Linked DNA regions of Mus musculus: regions 1, 3 and 4 are each linked to region 2. A link is a contact called in public Hi-C and HiChIP or PLAC-seq data. All regions are on one chromosome and are shown on one strand. Each heading gives the region's core, a stretch centred on a gene start, on an enhancer-like site or on the middle of the called end of the contact. The rest is flanking DNA. Distances are from core to core; before and after follow the strand shown.

Region 1 (4,783 bases), core at 1,072-3,571, 710 kb before region 2:
CTTGTGGGATTCCTAACAGTGGGAGCAGGGGCTGTCCCCTCTTATGCCTTCCTTTGGGAAGCTCCCTACACCCCCCCATCCCCCATTCCAGTGGACTGCCTCTTCTAGTCTCAGTATTTGAAGATTCAACCAGTCTAACCACAACTTGATTTGTGATGACTAGTTGATATCCATGGGAGGCTTCATGAAAGAAAGAAAGAAAGAAAGAAAGAAAGAAAGAAAGAAAGAAAGAAAGAAAGAAAGAAAGAAGAGGAGGAGGGGTTGATTAAGGGCAGGAAGGAGGGACTGTTAGGATAGAAAAGAGGGGAAAGTGGATTGGGATGTAAAGTAAATAAATAGTTAATAAAAACGATTGCCTTCTCTCCAACCCCTCTCAGTGGACAGCTGACAACACTATTACACTCCTACACTGTGGATCAGTTTGCACGAAATATCTGCGTGTTTTTCCTTACAAAGAACCAGCAGTTGAGTGGGTGGGAGGAGCTGCCTGCAAAGATGGCTGAGGGCCTCTTCCCGTCTCCTTAAGCTCCCAGGTACTTTTGGTCACATTAAAAACTCAAAAGGTTCTTGTGCTGTGGAAACCGCTTTATCAGTCATTCTAAACACCAAAGTTCTTATGGCCTTGCTATTTGAGGAATGCTCTGACTCTTCAGCCAAAATGCCAGTCTGTGTATAGTTAGACTTTGAAGTCGCATCATTTACACAGCTGTTAGAATGAAGCAGACAGAGGGCTGCAGTCTTAACCTCTCAGTCACCCTGCACCGCCACCCGAACGTTCCCAATGGACCTCTATGACGTGTAAGAAAGGTGGGCCTACAAAGATCTTCTGGCGCCTTCCAGATTGCAAATGAGTATATTCCATATAGCCAAAATTATCCAGGTTGCTTAAGAAATTTGTATCCTTCATTAATGTTTAAGAATTTGGTATGGTCCCTCATATTAAAATACATTGTATTAGGGACCAAATTTCCAATAAATTCGCCATGATTTTAAGTTTCAACTGTGGGACAGTGTATACCATTAGGTATCTACCTCACCAAAATTAGGACAAATTTATTTACCTCCACTAAAATGGAGGAAAGGAATCCAGTTAATTGATTATAAGGAAGTTACAAAAATAAATTTTACAGACCTTTCATCAATTGAATGTGCTTTAAAATGCCTTTAGCCTTTAAGTTCGAAGTCCCCTGGCAATGTGCTGCTAGGCTTCATCCTAGAACTCCTGGTGGATTATCACTAATCTTTGATCCTGTAGTGGGACTCCACCAACTTGTCTGGAGCTGATACTGCCCTCTAGCTGCCAATGGGGGCTAAATCCTCACAGAAACAAATCTCAGGGCTTTTCACCAAGACACACCTTCAGACTGAGGACTGAGAATTTGCTAAAGTTCTCTGAGACACCCACATTCTGGATCATGTAGTCAAAAGTCTCTTCATGCTCTCAGCAATCAACACTTCAGAAGAGCCTCACCTTCTTTCTCTCTACCTTAAGCATTCATCCTTCCAATGGAAGAGGAGTTTTAAAAGAAGCATATTCCTTAAGAATAAAAATAAACAAACTTCATAGAAAATCACAATGAGACAAATTCTTTCCCCGGCTTCTCTGGCTTTCACATGCCTTTGCATAATGAAAGGGCTAATATAACATAACAAATCCTAAACTGTTTTCACAAGGACTGGAAAAAAGATGTGTAAAAGTATGCTCTGTCTTGCTTCCTTCTGTTCACAATGTATCTAAATAAAACAAATGGTGTTCTTGCTCTTTCTGTCTGTTTCCCAATCTGTTTGGATAGTAGCCACCATTCCAGAGCCAACGATAATATCTGACACTTCCTGACATCATGAAAGCCGCCATCTGTCCATCACCGAAACCCTTTACTTTGTAAAGACTACTTGGCTTGATCCTTAATGAAGCTTCAAGTTGAACGCACAGATTGGCTTAGAAGAAATACGGTGAATAATTGACACAAGGAATCTGTATAAAATCACGTTTTCATTAGATCCCATCTGAAAACATAAAATGAAATATTAAGGCCCCTTCACAGGCAAAAAAGACTTGGTTTAGTTTCAATTGTGTTTCATTTCCGATTTGCCTGTGAAGTTTAGGCAGTGTTAAACATGATGAATAAACCTGAACTAAAACCTAAGCTTTGAATTCAATATTTTCAGTCTTGTAAAACTAAACAGTTAGACACGACTCTGCCGTGTGTGTATTTGAGCTATGGAAAAAAGGGAGAAAATCCATCCACTATTTTCTCAAGGCTTGAGAAAATCGTGCCATTTAAAACTGAATCAACTCTTCTTTAACACCTGAGCGATTATCCAGGAAACAAAAGAAGGCTCTGTATGTCTTCACTTGTAAATGTCAGAGGTTAATACAAACACACTGGGACTGGCAGTGTCAGGTCGGGTTTTTGTTTTATTAATCTATCGTAACTCTAGATGTGCAATAAGAGAATTAGTGAATACGGAAAGTAAGAAAGAAGATTTTCCTCAGCACTATTCTTTCATAAAATGTAACTTTCCAGGGAGAGAGAGAATAATAAGCTTTATGTATGAATGGCATTACTATGTTGCGCTATTGTGTTTATAAATAGTGCTTTTATACTAAAGGCATTCTTTTCTTAATCTAGTATTATCTCCTTGTTCTTTATACTAGTCTCATGAATTCAATGGATATAGAGCCATGTAATTTCTTCTACTAATCAAAGTAGAGTGTACATATGAGTGCATATAAAATTATATACCTATGTATATACTCATGTATAAATAGAACAGAAAGAGATACGAGAGACATAAAACAATACCGATATACAGAGATTAACTGAGTATGTATGTATACTTAAGGAATTCAAAGTTTGAACCTTAAATAAAGAAAAACTGATTGTGGAGTTATAAATGAGTGATTTTAAGAGTTTAATTTCTACTATCTTAGTGAAATCAAATGTATTAAGTATAGATTCTATATCAAGTACAAGGTCAGGCCTGTCCAACTTGTTATTCCTTTTTATGCTACATGTTCTACAGTGTCACCTGTTTAATGTTCCCAAAAGTTAATTGAAGCATAGAAAGGGCAACTCACCTGCACAATGTTCCACAGCCCATCAGTGCTAGACTCTGGATTCAAGTCCAAATGGTCTGATTCAATGCCAGAGCATCCTTCCATCACCAGCATACAGGACCTCTTGGCTAGACTGCATACCATACTGGCTGTGAACTGTAGGATTATTAAACATGGAACAACAGTGAAGTGAATAGATACAAACTTAGGATCTGAATATTTTCATCAGAAGAGAACAGCAGATTTTAGAAACCTCTACACAGGAACCTGGAAGAATGCTATGTTCTAGAAAAGTAAATGGCTTTCAGCCACACTATCAGCATTACTAAATAGAGTCTCCCTGTACTTTTGGTCACTGTTGTATATGAAGAGAAAGTCCGGAGTATACTACAAAGCAGTCTCATTGAAGTTTCTTGCCTATCCAACTCTATCAGTGCAATAAGTTTTCAGATAAGAAGTGAAGAACAAATCATTCACATGCAATAATAGGGAAGGAGGCAAAGTGATTCTTTTGAGCAAATAGACTGTCTTTTAAAGCAGATAGCCCTGGATTTTACTCCTCTCTAAGCCCCATGATCCTTAAAACCAACAGATACTAAGGGAAACTTTTATTCAACACACTATCCAGGGTTCTTCCTAACCTATCATGAAAACAACCATTACTATTTTCTAAGTTAATTCAGCATATGACACATGTCTTCACAATATTTCACTGATACAGTTTTATAGTACTGTTGATATCATTACCTATTCAAAAAAAACCAAAAACAACAACAACAACAACAACAACAACAACAAAAACCAAAAAAAAACAAAAACAAAAACAAAAACAAAACTACTAGAGGGTTGGAAGTGTAGCCATGGGCTGACACATGAGCAGAATGGGCAGTTATATCTCCTGTTGTAGGTGCCCTGAATAATTCAGGGCTCTGTACAGGGGTTTAGTTTTAGTCTACAGTTTAGTAGCACTTCATTGTTTCTCACATATACCTAGAAATCCATCCATTCCATGTTGTACTGTAATACAGGCTGATGTTTCTCAACTTGGAGATAAGGTATTGTGATTTTTCAAATATAAATGGTACAGTAGTAAATTTCAAAGTAAATTGTCTAAAAAGGTGTTCTAGTCAGCTATAATTCATTTCATGTTGAGATTTATAAATTTGCATTGTACTGCTGGCTGGGGCAGAGTCAAGTATAAATAAATTGGATCTAGGGTGCCACTCTCTGCTGTTGGTCCAACTCCAATACATATGAACAACAAATTCTTGATCCTTAAAACCCTATGAGAAGAGTGTTTTTATGATGCATAAATGTTACTTTAAAATAGCCAAAGTAGAAACTGAGCAATACTTCATGTTTTTAAGTGAAGAGAAGGAAAAGGAAGGGGCCACAGGAGAAAAATGAAAGGAGTGGGGGAGGGAAGGGACAGAGAAGGGTGGAGGAAGGGAAAGGGAAGAAGAGAAGAGAGAGAAGAGGAGAGGAAGACAGAGGAGGGGCAGGGAAGTAGGGGGACAAAACGGAGAGGGAAAAGATGCCAAAGTAAGTGGAAGAGAGAAGAGGACATGAAAACAGCAGTATTCAAATGCATGTCCTGTAAGGGTCACTTTTCAAATTATGACATCATCTTAAACCATGATATCCCAGCTGTATTGGGGGTTCGGGAAAGAACAATGCTTTGTATACACCTCTCAATTTTATACTTTTCCTCTGTTCTTTAAA
Region 2 (4,367 bases), core at 918-3,417:
ACAGTGAAGTTAAAACCTGCAGAAATAACATAAGTATAAGTTGTATTGCTGTTTATGTGCCGCGGTACTCAGAAGATTCTGAATGAAATTAAAATGCATTTCACTGGTGTGGAATCATGAACATTTGTCAAAATTGTTTTGTACAAAATTCTCTAGCTTTTCACAGCTGTATAAATGCGCCAGCAAAGAAATGAGCACCGAGTGAATAAAAACAGATGTGGCATTTTGCGTATTATCAACAAAATCTCTCCTGTTTTCATCTTCCCAATGTCTTGCCATAACTTCATTTATGACATAATTCTGTACATAAAAACGCAGGGAAAGTACTTGATACTGGCATGCCCCACAATGGCCTTAAGGACAGCACTGTGGTTACTTATATTTCTCTAGAGATAACCTTTGCACAGGAACTAATTTTCTAACTAAAACTCCAACCTTCCATGCAATGCACTCAATGTGACACCGCCAAGCATTCTCCTCTCTACTGAATGTAATTGAGTCAGAACATTTAAAAGCACCTGAAATGAATGTGCACTGAACAGTCTCCATTTTGATTCAGGAAATGGATTTAGGGAATTTTTCAATACCCTGTGAATTTTAAGGAGAGGAAATTACCTTTGGTTATTTAAAGTGAGAGAAGCCATGCTCAGAGCCTTAGGCCAATGTGTTATCATCAAGCCCAAGCTAGTTGAAAAGGTCTGCCTCGGGAAAGTCAAAGTCACTAGTGGCTTGGCTTTATAAGTTGTGTTTTTGCAGCTCCTATTAAAATGCCACAGAGCGGATATTCTAGCGAAACTCCACATGGGTGCTCATCTTGTAAAGTTAACTGCCTTTTACTGTGTTTCTCCAACTGTTAGCCTTCTAGAGGGGAGCTATGCCAGTCTTAGACTAACTTGGGATAGCAGCTCCAATCACTTTAAGAGTTCATATTTTGCAGCTTTTAATTGTTTCAAATTTTTATGAGGCTGCAATATGTTTTAGCAGACATCTCCATAAGTGACATGATTATTTTATTCTAATCTGAAAACCCAATTATCACCTTGTTGTGGAAGACAAGGAACAGCTTTAGAGGTAAACTAATATATCCTACCAGTGGGATGGTTTGTCACTTTTGAAATAATAGTCATCTTTGCTAATAACACTGCTCTAGAACTTCATTGAATGAAAAAGAGAAATGGCAACCCTTCATGCTGCTACACATTAAAATGAACTTCCCACAGGTTTTTAAGGTGTTTACTACATGCTCAGTGTGTCGGATCACAAAGGGATGTGACAGCATTGACAACACAGAAGATCAAAAGCAAATGTGCTTCCTACCAGCTTTTAAAAGCAAGCAGATTTCACACACCACATAGATACATCATATGTGCAAATACACACAAATGGAAGAGCGTGCTGTATACCACAATAAGGAGAGATCACAGCATACTGATAAATGGTAGGAAAAGAACCTGCATTGTTAGAATAAATAGTATTTTAATCACCTCCAATGAACAGTAGCCCACAGTTTCTGCTTGCGAGTAGCTTGCTTTTGTGTTAAAACTTTTTGCTTGCTTTCATAATGGCTATACAAGAAGAATTGAAATAACAAACATATCAAAGATAGAATGTAAAGATATACTTAAATAGAAGTTGGTATTTATTATATTATTAAAATCTGTCAAATATTATTCTAAAATTATAATTATATTGGAAATAAATTTAGCATCATAGTGTGTCACAGGAATGCTGATATAGTTAATTTCTCCATATATTTACTTACAAAAAGTAAGAAACATTTTAAAGAATACACTCTGTTCCAATTAGAAAATAATCTCATACTTTGGCTTTTTTAATAGTTAGTAATCTACAATTAAGTCAGTGTATCAACCCTAAGACTTTCAGTTTGACTGCAGCAAAGCTCCTTCCACGTGTTAAGGCTGGCTTGTTCATCCAATGTGATCAAAGCTCTTTAATTAGTCAGTGGGGTGGGGTGCATTGATGTCCTTTGCCCTCCTGCTGCACACTGCTGAGACATTGGCGCTTTATTACAGACTCTCAAGCATACTGGCTGGCATTCAAACACAACTCAGATTACACTTCGTTAGAAGAACTGCATACTTCCACATGAGAAGGACTACTGATGTAAATAATCTAAGTCCTGGCAACGCAACAACCAAACAATGAGTTTGCCAGTGAGCATATTCAGCAAGGACTCATCCAACATTCTCTAGCAGGCTGAACTACAGCAATGCTGAGTGCATATGCGCTCTCGCCCTCTGCTGGCTGCATTCTACAATTTCACCAACGTATTAAAAATCTTTTAGAGACTTATAAAAAGTGACTTCCTTCCTTCCTTCCTTCCTTCCTTCCTTCCTTCCTTCCTTCCTTCCTTCCTTCCTTCCTTCCTTCCTTCCTTCTTTCCTCCCTCCCTCCCTCCCTCCCACTTTCTTCTTCCCTCCCTCTCTCCTTACATCCCTTCCTCCCTCTTTCCCTTCCCTCTCTCCCTTCCCTTCCTTCCTTCAACCCTTCCTTTCTGATATCCTCACTCTCTTTTACATATTGAGAACTTACTAAAAATGTATATTTTAAATTGAATTCCAAAATGTATATACAATTACACCTTGAAGATCACAGTTAAATTACATCTCTACATTAATTATATTAAAATAACTGAAATGTTTGATTAATTTTATTCTTTATTAATAAGAAGCTCTTTTAAATAAACTATAACCAAATAATTCAAATACATTGTTTTTGATATATCAACTAAAAATGAACAATCACAAAGTAAACTTAATAATTTTTTTCAAAAAGTATGAAATATAATTTAGCAATGATATTAAGTGGATAACTTGAACATAACACATCAATTATATTTAAAATAACCAAATTAAGTTAAGTAACTTAGACCATGCTAAGTTCACTCCATGCTGAATCACTCCAGTTTTGCAAATAATGGGACAAAAGTGACCCAATCATGGCAGTAGGTGATCGGCTCCAGCATGCAGATTACCTAATGACTGTTCAATTGGTTTGCTATCTGTAGCATTGGTATGGATGGTGCATCAATATCTCATATCCAACAGATAGGAAACTGGTCTAGTCATTGTCATCATCACCCCATAGGGAGCCTTTCCTCTGTATTGACTTATTGCTTGGCATTGCTTTCATCCATTCTGCATGTTCATACTTCCATTTCCAGCCTCTTGTTTTTCACAGACATATTCTCTTCAGCTTCAGCAAGGCAACAATCAAAACATTTCCTTACATTTCCTTAGTCTTACTTCATAAAATCTGCTCTTCCATAACACTTCATTAGTGAAGATGTGTGTGTGTGTCAGAGAGAGAGAGACAGACAGACAGACAGAATGTATCATCACTAACACATATATACGAATATATATGTATATACATTTTACACAGAGACAAGCATACATCACACACATTAATGTATATGCACACACACTGGTTTGGGTTTGAAATAATATATATATATATGTGTGTGTGTATATATATATATATATATATATATATATATATATATATATATATATTAAGTGCTGGGATTAAAGGCGTGTGCCACCACCGCCTGGCTGAAATCTTATATACTTGAGGTTGACCTTGCTCTTATGATCTTCCTGCCTCTGACTCCCAAGTGCAGGGACTATAGACGTGCACCATCACACCTCGTTTTACTTGGCAGATAAAGATCAGATTCTGGGCTTTATGCTTGCTAGCCAGGCACTTTCCCAACTGAGCAACACTCCAAACCATCATTAAGGGATTTATTAAGTGAAAAGGTAAAGATCTGCTGTCTGCTTTAGGCCTTCTGTCACTACAGGATGGGCAAGCTCTGCGGTTCAAACACCTGGCCGTAAGTACTCAGGAGTCAGCTTCGGAGTGGGGTCAGCTGTCTGCACCCCTGTGAGGGTTTCTGCTTCTTACTGTTCACCAAGGATGATTACAAGTTTGGTCTTAATGATTAGCTCAGGTTTTCCAATGACAGTCACAGAAGTAGGACAAGGAAAGCATGGGAGAATCAGAGTCCTGGGAATAAGAATGGATGCATTAGAGAGGGGAAGATAGAGTTTGGCGGCAGTGAGAATGTTGTGAAATAGCGACTACTGACAACAGTACATACTGGTTGGTAATCACTATTAAAGGGTTCTTACCAGAGGGCAAAGTCAGAAGGTGGGTCCTCCTGAGAAACTGGACTGTGATGCTCACATTAAGGTTTTTATGCCTTTAATTTCTAAATCTTTCCAGAAATTTTAGCCATTTAAGAAACGCTTTCTCAGAGGTGAAGGAGAAGGGGTAATGGGGCGGGGAGAAGAACTCTGCAAAGGGGAACCGGGATGGGGGGCACTATTTGTGATGTAAAAAAA
Region 3 (4,704 bases), core at 127-2,626, 1.0 Mb before region 2:
AGAAATTTGCTACATAAGTTACCGTGTTGAGTGACCAAAAGACTGTCTAGATACACTGCAAATATAATAAATCGTTCATCTATCACCATTGCATTATATGTCATTATGATGTATGTATGATGTGTGTGTGTGTGTGTGTGTGTGTGGAGGGGGGTATGTAGAGTGTTATATGCCACTGAACACATGTGGAGGTCAGAGGAAAACCTTCTGTTATAGTCTTCACTTAAAACTTTAAGATAGGGTCTTTGTTATTTAGACTGTTTATATCAGGCTAACTGGCCCATGAGCATCACAAGATTCTCTGACATACATATTATTGTAGGAACAATGGAATTTCAGAAAGGCATTGCTATTACTAGCTTTTATGCAGACTTTGGACACTCAAACTCAGATATTTATTCAGGCTTGCAAGACAAGCATTTTGACCAAATGAGTTTTCTCCATCTTCCCTCAATTAAAAAAAAAAATCATATACTCCCACCTTCGGATTTCCTCACTGCATAACTCAGTTTTGATTCGAACTTGTGCCCTTTTAAAACTTAATAGTTTTACAAAAGCCACTTTGAACCATTGACAGTAGTGAGAGGAAAAATGTACAGCAGAAGATAACCTAATGGACCCTTTGCCAGCAACAAATTCCCCTTTGCAGGACCCACTACAAGAGTCACTTAGGACTCATCAGATTAGCCCCATGAAAGTCTAGTCTGACACAGCATACCCCTTTCTGTTATATTAATGCAATAACTGTTGATATAGTTGAATGAATAATTAGCAGAAGGAAGATAGCTTGAATAGTGAGATTTTAATCATTTCATTCTCAACATAAATATTTTGCTAATCGATATGAAAGGTATTTATTTATTATAACTCTGTGATATTGTAAACTACGAGTGTTCATACAGTATATGCAAAGGAACTCTTAATATTTACTAAATTATAAACAAAGTATTAATTAAATGGAACATGTATTTCTGTATAATGAACCAACAAGACACTCGACTAAGTTATATAAATATATTTGCTTTGGGGAATACCCTTTTGGACTCTTTTATTTTTCTTCATCTTCTAGCATATCACAAATCCCCAGAAATATGCCATGCTAATATTGCCAACTGAGTTCTTCCAAGCAGAGATGACATCAGCCATCTGTCACACAGTATTAATGCTGAGAAGCAAAGCCAACTATAGAGAAAATAAATACCTTTCATATCGATTAGCCAAATATTTATGTTGAGAATGAAATGATTAAAATCTCACTATTCAAGCTAATTACCCTAAGTGAATATTTGCCTCCAAGTGAACGACACACCAGCAGTATGCTTGCCTTATTGCCTTGCTAAAACCAAATTTCATTGTGAACATGTGTGCTGCTGAGGGGCCTGTGCTAGACTTCGCAAGGTGTTGCGATACACTACTGTAGCTCTCTTTCAGCCTGCAGGTGTATCTCCTGCTGCCTTGATAGATTCGATCTATACACTGCATGGCACCAGCTTCCAGATGGCTGCTTTCTTTTTCTATTTTAGGTTACTCAATCTCTTTTAGGCAGATCCCTGGAGCTTGTCATCACAGGGTCAAATAATCAGTGTTTCCCACATCTGACAATGCTGAAGCATCCATTTTTCTTGAGGTGGGTAAGGTAGGCTAAATAGGCACCTGGCTTAATCACAATAGACGGTTCCACTATTTTCTAAATTGGGCAGTTCTTCCAGATTCAGTGGCTACTGTGGTGATTACACAGAGTCTTTCAGTGTTGACAGCGGATATTGTCAAAACTTGCTATGTCAGCTTTTATAAAACACATGTACATGTTGAGGGATACGACCTTTTCTCTACTCTATTTGAGTCTTTGGGGGGAGGGGGTACTTTATAATTGTGTGTATATTATTCTTTCTGGGAAAAAGTGATATACAGTGGTTTATAATTTGAATAAGTCATAGGAGGTGTTTTGAGCCTCTTCCCAGTGACTTAAAGGTCATAGTATAGAATGTTTCTGTCAACTCAAGTATTTCCATTTAGCTTGGCACGAAACAGCCACTTCTACTAAAATAAATGAAACACGAAGACATAAAAATATTTTGGGAAAGTCTACTACTTTATATAGTAACCAAAGTCACAGTGTTATGTGATCTGTCTGAGAGATCAGTTACACTCCAGTCACTCTGGGTTGCTGCTCTGTGTGGCTTCCAAGAGAGTCCAAAATACAGTTTGAAGTGAATTAATAACCATTGTAGCTATCATCTCTCTCTAAATGTTGAATTCTCCAGATATGTAAAATTGGGACCAATGAATCTCTTTCTCATGTCATGAAAAAATAACTCTAACAACATATTCTATTCTTAACACCGTTTTTCTCTGGAAGATGCTCCTAGTTTTCATAATAAGGGCCTTAACCTATCCAGGAACATACTTACACACATTCTGTATTTTTCATTGTATTGCATTATTATATCAAAATAGTGAAAAATTCTCAATGTGATATTACAACATTGAAATAAGAAAAAGTAATCATCCATCTTACTTAGCCAATGTGGTTTTCCATGCTGAACCTGCGTGAGGCAAAGCCACCTCCACAATCCTGTTTCCCACTGCTGCTCCATTGTTATCTGGGGAAGCCATGAATATAGGCACAGCAATAATTTCATGCTGAAAATAGGTCTTCTGTTAGACAAATATGATCATTCTCTCAAAAATTCTAGTTCCCACTAAGAGGAAATGAGAAAAGAATCCCACTTCTGAACTCTTCTGAATAGAAACAAAGAATGACTCTTACCAACAGTTAGTATTTTCTGACATATCTATTTTGGAAAACTATTAATCACTTTCCCTTTCATGTTCAGAGACAATTTTTTATTACCCTTAATAATTCATTGTAAAATTTGAAATTTTATGTTGTATCCATTAATTTTTATAAGACAAACTTTACAAAAATACATTGAGTTCAATAAACAGTTTATTTATTTTATTCAGTTTATTCATTTATTTATAGTTCTGCTTGTTATCCCCTTAGAGTTTAAGTCATGTTAATACACATGTGTAGCATATAAGGCTGGATGGTAGGTAATGCTTATCTTTAGGTAGGTAAGGATTATCTTTAATGCCCTGTATGCATTTCTGATGCTTTGTTGGTAGATATCTATACCCTCCTTTGTGTGATATCTCATTTGCCCAGAGCCACAGCAAGTATCTTTACACAGTGATGAAAATACTTGAGAATGAAAACAGGTGTTGCAAGGTCTTCTGAAGGCCTAGTTTCAGGAAACACATTTTATTTCACATGAGTTTTGCTGGTTATAAAAATGCATTCGAGAAAAAACAAAAACAAAAACAATCAGCAAAAAGCTAGGCAGTGGTGGCACACACCTTTAATTCCAGCACTTGGGAGGCAGAGGCTGGCAGATTTCTGAGTTTGAGGCCAGTCTGGTCTACAGAGTGAGTTCCTGTACAGCCAGGGCTATAGAGAAACCCTGTCTCGAAAAACAAAAACCAAAACAACAAAATAATGCATACGGCCATTGCTCATGCCAATGTAAATAATATTTGGTTCATTTATTATAATTGTAAGTTACAAAAACATAAAACATATATGCATCTATGTGCATAGACAGAAGGACAGTATTTGAGATGCCAGACACTGAGCATTCCTGTGTTCTTCACAAGCTGAATAAGCTGTATCTTTTCTGTTCTTTAATCGTGTCACCCATAAAATGGCAATAAATACACTATAGGTTCATTCTGAAATTGAGACACATTTGGAATAATGTCTGGCATAACTCACTCACAAATAGGCCATCTATAACATCTTTGTCATAGCCCCTTCCAAAGGTTCAAGGACTATTCCAGAAAAGGAGATGGAAAGATGGATAGAGCCAGAGGTTAGGAGAGATTGTTTTTAGCTAAGAAAATTAAACCAAACTAAAGAGAGAAGGATTAAATGTAGACCAAATAAATCAGCAAATGTAAATTTTAATACTTTGGGAAATTTATATTTGAACACAGAAAAAGGGAAAATAGTAAAAGAGGTATAAACATGAAAAAATAAGGAGCTAAAAACAAACAAAATAAATATTGTCCATCTGACCTATCTAATCCAATTATAATTTGTACTGTGAAACCTAAATGGTGCTGTTAAACTAAAAAAATAGTTGTTAAGTACTTTCATCAGAAATCACCACATAAACACAGTCCATCCAGAAGGAGTGTATAAATGCAGGGAAACACTGTTTTGTGTTGACCTGTAAAAACAAAGCAATTATGACTGACCATTGAGTATCGATTCTTTCTGATTTCAAGATAGCGGGGTCTCAAGTGTATGCTTTTGACTCACTAAGGCAAGGTGCTCATGAGTTCTGGGGAGCCTGGGGTAAAGTGTAGATTTCAGACCAGATTGTGCTGCAAAGCAAGAGTGTACTAAAGCAAAAATCCTAGGTAGAATCAGTAAATTATGTTGTAGCAAAATCAGTGTCAATGCTATTTTTAGTCAGTTTCTGGATTATGTTTGTCACTAGTTCATATTACAAGTGTTGTAAAGTTTGTCTAGGTATTTCAAACAGTATATCTGATCTTGGTTTACTTCTCTGCCTTCATCTGCATGCACATCTCTGAAATGCAATCACCCAATCAAACTCAGCATCTGGTTTGTACCATTGGTTATTGTACCACTGCACCTCTCAAGATAGGCTGGTTTTGGCTATGGTAACATAAACT
Region 4 (4,695 bases), core at 1,837-4,336, 520 kb before region 2:
TAGTTAACTCTCCTCCTTTAGACCTCATTACATACACACATTCACACACACACACACACACACACACACACACACACACACACACACACACAGACACACACACACAGACACACACACGGAATGAAGTAATGAAGTGAGTCCCAAAGTAAAAACCAGGCAGTTTCAGACAAAAGCTGAGATATACAGAATATATCTTAGTTTTGTTTCCGTTCTTCCCTATTTTTCAAACTACTTTCAGGAAACGAAGGTAAAATAAATGCTGTATTCAGCATGCCTCTGAGTCTTCTATAGCCCACTCTGTTTAGTTTGGGGCTACAGAAAAAGAATTGTTTGCTTTAGGGAGTGCACCTGTTTTGTCTGACACGTTTGACATGTTGGGGTTGTCTTCACTTAGAAGCAATGTAATAAGTGAGAACGATTTCATCATGAGGAATTTAAATGTACAATATGCAGCAGAAATCATCAAATATCGTAGGAACTTCTGCTTTCTACTTCCTTCTAGTTTCCTGTGAGGGAACACTTTCATGCTACCTCCATACTTTCCACCCCGTTAAAGCTGACATACAAACAGAGTGAATGATGCCCTCCTTGGTTAGTGATACAGTTGTGGTGTAAGAAGCCCTGTAGGTTATTAGGTAAAGCTAAAGGCAACAGTGAGGTGACAAAACACAGGGATTTTGTGGAGGAACATATCAGAAGTAAACAGGGAGGTAGATCTGTCAAATAAAGCCCAGACAGATATTTAAATTACATTTCAACTTTTAAATTTTCAAGATGGTTCAGCAAGGGTACTTGACACCAAACCTGACAACCAGAATTCGACACCTGGGACCCACAGATTGGAAAGTCAAGCTTGATTACTGCAAGGTATCATCTGACTTGCACACATACACTGGTGGTACACACACACACACACACACACACACACACACACACACACTAAATAAATAAGTAAATAAATAAATATAATAATTTTTTCTAAAATTTGAAGGAGAAGGAATAGGGGTATATTTGACCCAAATAAATTATATTTATGTATGAATATTAAATTAAATAAATAAAATATCAAATATAGATGATAAGCAAAAGAAGCAAACATAATTGTATTATGCAGAATACAAACATTACTATATTAGTATAGTAATACTTAAATATTTTATGTATTGCTTAAGTATTCTAAGCATTGCTACATGTTTAACAAGATGTGCACATATTTTATCTACGAAGTACAATAAACATTTTTCAGCATTCATTTCTATTTCAGAAATATGGAAATTAATAACCATTTATAATGTTTCATTTGCATTAACCCATTTGGTTATTTTTATTTTACTCTTCAGGCTTCTAATTCAACTGCTCTTTTCACACAGCACAAGTGCCTAATTAAGGTTTTAAGCCAATGAGCAAATATGGTCATACAGACTTGAATGTAATTCCCCATTATATATTTTTATGTAATAAAATGGGGAGACACAGAGTTCCTCTGAATAAACTATGCTACAATTTACTTTGCCATGAGGATAGTCGATACCCATAGCAAGAGATATCATGAAACAGGCAGAACATTCTAGAAAGAAGTCTCATAGAAGTCATGAATGTTTCTTAAAATAGCACACTGTGCTTATAAGGAGGCTAAGAGAACTTGCTAAGAGTCTAAGGGGCCCTGATTGGTTACTAGCTACATGCAGACTCCAAGTTTTGCACGTTGGTGTGATAAACAACCTCCCTTCCTAGTACCAAACAGTGGCATCCGCAAAGTCCATTCCATGCAGGATTCATATCTACATGTAGGGCTATATAAGCCACAGACCACACAAGGCTGAAGGAAATAATAACAAATATCCAAATGTTTTATCTTCATATATTCATTTATTCATGGCCTCCTTTATAAATGTTATATTTTAAGTACATTTTATCTTTATCCATGTTTTTGTATTTTATGCAAAAGAACTTTTAAATATTAAAAGCTCATTTGAATTAAAATATATTGAACTTTGTTCTATGAACCAAATAAGATGAAACATTTATTTCAGGCAAGTAGTTTGGGATAGTAAACTGTCAAGTGATGAGATAAGGCAAGATATCTAGCAAGAAAAAAAATTTTTTTTCTTTTTCTAATAAGAACAAGGGCTGCCTGAGTGTTTTAAGAACCAGAACAAGAGATCCGGGTGGTGGTGGCGCATGCCTTTAATCCCAGCTCCTGGGAGCAGAGGCAGGTGGATTTCTGAGTTCAAAGCCAGCCTGGTCTACAGAGTGAGTTCCAGGACAGCTAGGGCTCTGTAGGGAAACCCTGTCTTAAAAAACCAAAGGAAGGTAGGGGCAAAAAAGAAATAGAACAAGAAAAAAAAAACAAGCATTTCAAAAATGTGTGACTCTGAGGTACAATAAAATTACAGCCTTTAGAGACCTGGAGATCCAGTATCAATACTGAAATTACCTGTTTACCATGTGTAGCAAAGTGAAAGCTTCCAGAAAGATTGTCATTTGGTAGATACCACTATACATTTATGTCCAATGTCCATGAAGTTATAAATAGAGTCCTGATATCCTAAGCAGGAGCCAAGTTGTGTCAGCATGGGGGAAAGCCTGACTGAAGCAAAGCCCTGATAATGTGCTCTCTAAAAATATGACGTGGAGACCAATGGGCACCGTCACAGTGAGCTTTAATGAATCATCATCTCACCTTTTGCATGATTCCCTTCTCATAATAATAGCGGAGAGAACGACTAAGTTTGTCATAGTTCATCGCCGGCCTGTTCTTCTGAATGCCCCAACGCCGGGCCACCTGCCACCAAAACAGAATCCTATTGTTAGTGCTGAGTCTTAAACTGGCTTACACACTTAGACACACACACACACATACACACACACAAAGAGGAGAGAGAGAGAGAGAGAGAGAGAGAGAGAGAGAGAGAGAGAGAGAGAGAGAGAGAGAGAGTTCATAAATATATGACTTCTAAACGCACCTTTCAAATCTAAGGCATAAAGAAAGAGCAACAGCAACAGCCTTCATGTTGTGAATTCCCTGTGTCCTGGTTTAAACCAGGCTTACAGTTCTCTCTTTTCAACGTCACAATAGGATCCTTTGTCACCATTGTTTTGGATAGAAATTAAATGGAAATAAGGGAATGTGTTTGCATCACGAAAGAACAGACTGTGCAATTCACCAAAATGAGGCAGATTTTCCCTTCTGCCATACACTAGCAGTCTTTTCCTTCCTGAACTTTCAGACAAAAAAAAAAGAAAAAGAAAAAGAAATCCCAGATTAGGAACTGCTTAATGATCCCTTTGTAAAGGTGTTCTATTGCATTTGTTAAAAAAAGAAAGAAAAAAAAAAAGACTCTGCTCAGATTGTATGAAGAAAGAGTGACCAGCAGCTGGCAGTGAGGCAGCAGGGGGAACAGTATGCCAATTAATAAGCTCAAGTACAAATAATTGTTGCCTAAATCAGCATCTAAGAAAACTATAGCCAACCCCAAACTGGAAAATTAAACTCATTTAGGAAACATTAATTGGATGCTAAAAATAAGGCGGAAGTGGAAAAGTCACCATGTATATGAGTCTTTTCCTTTTAAAGCAGAATGTCCACAGTGTGGCTTTCATAAAGGTCTCAGAAGGGTTTCAAATGTGACGGTCATAGAGATGGATGTGGTTAGGACAGAGCTTTCCAACAGAGCTTAAAACCACTTCTCCTTCCCAATGGCACCACTCCACTTCACCATCACGCTGGGCTGACGGAGGCATACAGAGAGAGGAGCCTGTTTCTCTCACCCCAGTGCAGTCTAGATCTCATTAAGCCTCATTCTTTGGTAGTCTGAGGAAAGATCATGCTCAGCCTGAGCAAGCCCAAAACAGAGCATGAGCCTTTGTTTCCTCAAAATTCCAAGTTATGTCCTATCAACAAAAAGAGTCCTGAGAATCATCTCTCTGCTCGTGTCTTCCCTTGGTTAGCAGCAATCTGTCACCCACACCCCACCCCACCCATCTTTAAGTAGTTTGTGTTTTCGAAATGAACAAATAATCATGTTGAATCACATGGATTGGTGTACTGTTCTGTGAGTAGTGATACGATCGAGCAGAAACAAAACTATTCGTTCAAGCCAGCAGTCAAAGGGGAGAACACATCTTAATTTTCCACAATCTTTACAGTAAATGCTCTAAGCAATAGTGAATGCAGCAGGGACAGGTGCCAAAATGAAAGGAAAGCAAGCCAGGCATGGTGAGGTGTGTTGGAAATTCCAGTACCTGGGAGCTGAATATGAGACTAAGACTATAGCAGGAGATTATGAGTTCTAGACCACCCTGGGCTATGAGACCCTGAAATGAGGAACAGAATGGAGATGAGGGATAGACTATGAAGGAAGAAAGGAAGGAAGAAAGGAGGGAAGGAGGGAAGGAGGGAAGGAGGGAGGGAGGGAGGGAGGGAGGGAGGGAGGGAGGGAGGGAGGGAGGGAAAGAAGAGGGGAGTTTTGTTTTGTTGGGGTTGTTTTCTAGGTTTTTTTTTTTTAAGTAAAATCCTTCAAAAGTGTAATGAAGGCTATCAGTTGCTCAATAGAGATACCAAGTTGTGTCCTAGCCACAAAAGCTCGCAAGTGTGAAAAATTCTGTTAAGCAACAGTTCCTGAAAAACAGCATTTACCAATTAGTCTTTATTAGAATTTGCCATTTAAGAGTTCTCTTCAAAATTAAAAGGCA

What was found. Hi-C and Micro-C count contacts between places; a contact is called where the count stands out from the background. HiChIP or PLAC-seq counts read pairs in DNA pulled down with a chosen protein or histone mark.
Region 1: a contact with region 2 is called in a Hi-C map of cerebellum, with 3 times the contacts expected there. The contact joins two enhancer-like sites. A contact is called at or near these places in 2 of 15 datasets of contacts at CTCF or cohesin (pro-B cells and stem cell-derived epiblast-like cells) and 10 of 484 Hi-C or Micro-C datasets (the N1E-115 cell line, brain, cardiomyocytes and 4 more).
Region 3: a Hi-C map of cerebellar granule neurons shows a contact between it and region 2, with 3 times the contacts expected there. The contact joins two enhancer-like sites. A contact is called at or near these places in 3 of 484 Hi-C or Micro-C datasets (cerebellar granule neurons and cerebellum), 1 of 115 datasets of contacts at active chromatin or transcription factors (a beta-TC-6 cell line) and 2 of 9 other capture datasets (embryonic tail and embryonic trunk).
Region 4: a contact with region 2 is called in an H3K27ac HiChIP or PLAC-seq map of neural progenitor cells, with 7 times the contacts expected there. The contact joins two enhancer-like sites.

What each region holds. Positions count from the first base shown.
Region 1 is chr12:39,045,674-39,050,456 of GRCm38.p6, reverse strand. No RefSeq gene overlaps it. Among named protein-coding and RNA genes, the nearest start is that of Gm34662, 64 kb to the right of the region's middle. Within about 2 kb of position 2,321, at least 9 of the 459 cell types and tissues checked have an H3K27ac peak or open chromatin away from gene starts, as enhancers often do. A contact at or near this core is called in cerebellar granule neurons and cerebellum, where this site is marked.
Region 2 is chr12:38,340,606-38,344,972 of GRCm38.p6, reverse strand. The region is part of intron 21 of Dgkb (diacylglycerol kinase, beta); the gene reads right to left. Among named protein-coding and RNA genes, the nearest start is that of Gm52011, 25 kb to the left of the region's middle. Within about 2 kb of position 2,167, at least 25 of the 459 cell types and tissues checked have an H3K27ac peak or open chromatin away from gene starts, as enhancers often do. A contact at or near this core is called in cerebellar granule neurons, cerebellum and neural progenitor cells, where this site is marked.
Region 3 is chr12:39,335,898-39,340,601 of GRCm38.p6, reverse strand. No RefSeq gene overlaps it. Among named protein-coding and RNA genes, the nearest start is that of Gm24069, 120 kb to the left of the region's middle. Within about 2 kb of position 1,376, at least 5 of the 459 cell types and tissues checked have an H3K27ac peak or open chromatin away from gene starts, as enhancers often do. A contact at or near this core is called in cerebellar granule neurons and cerebellum, where this site is marked.
Region 4 is chr12:38,859,377-38,864,071 of GRCm38.p6, reverse strand. It overlaps Etv1 (ets variant 1), which reads right to left. Exons shown (of 13, transcript NM_007960.5): 12 at 2,684-2,785. Among named protein-coding and RNA genes, the nearest start is that of Gm34611, 45 kb to the left of the region's middle. Within about 2 kb of position 3,086, at least 32 of the 459 cell types and tissues checked have an H3K27ac peak or open chromatin away from gene starts, as enhancers often do. A contact at or near this core is called in neural progenitor cells, where this site is marked.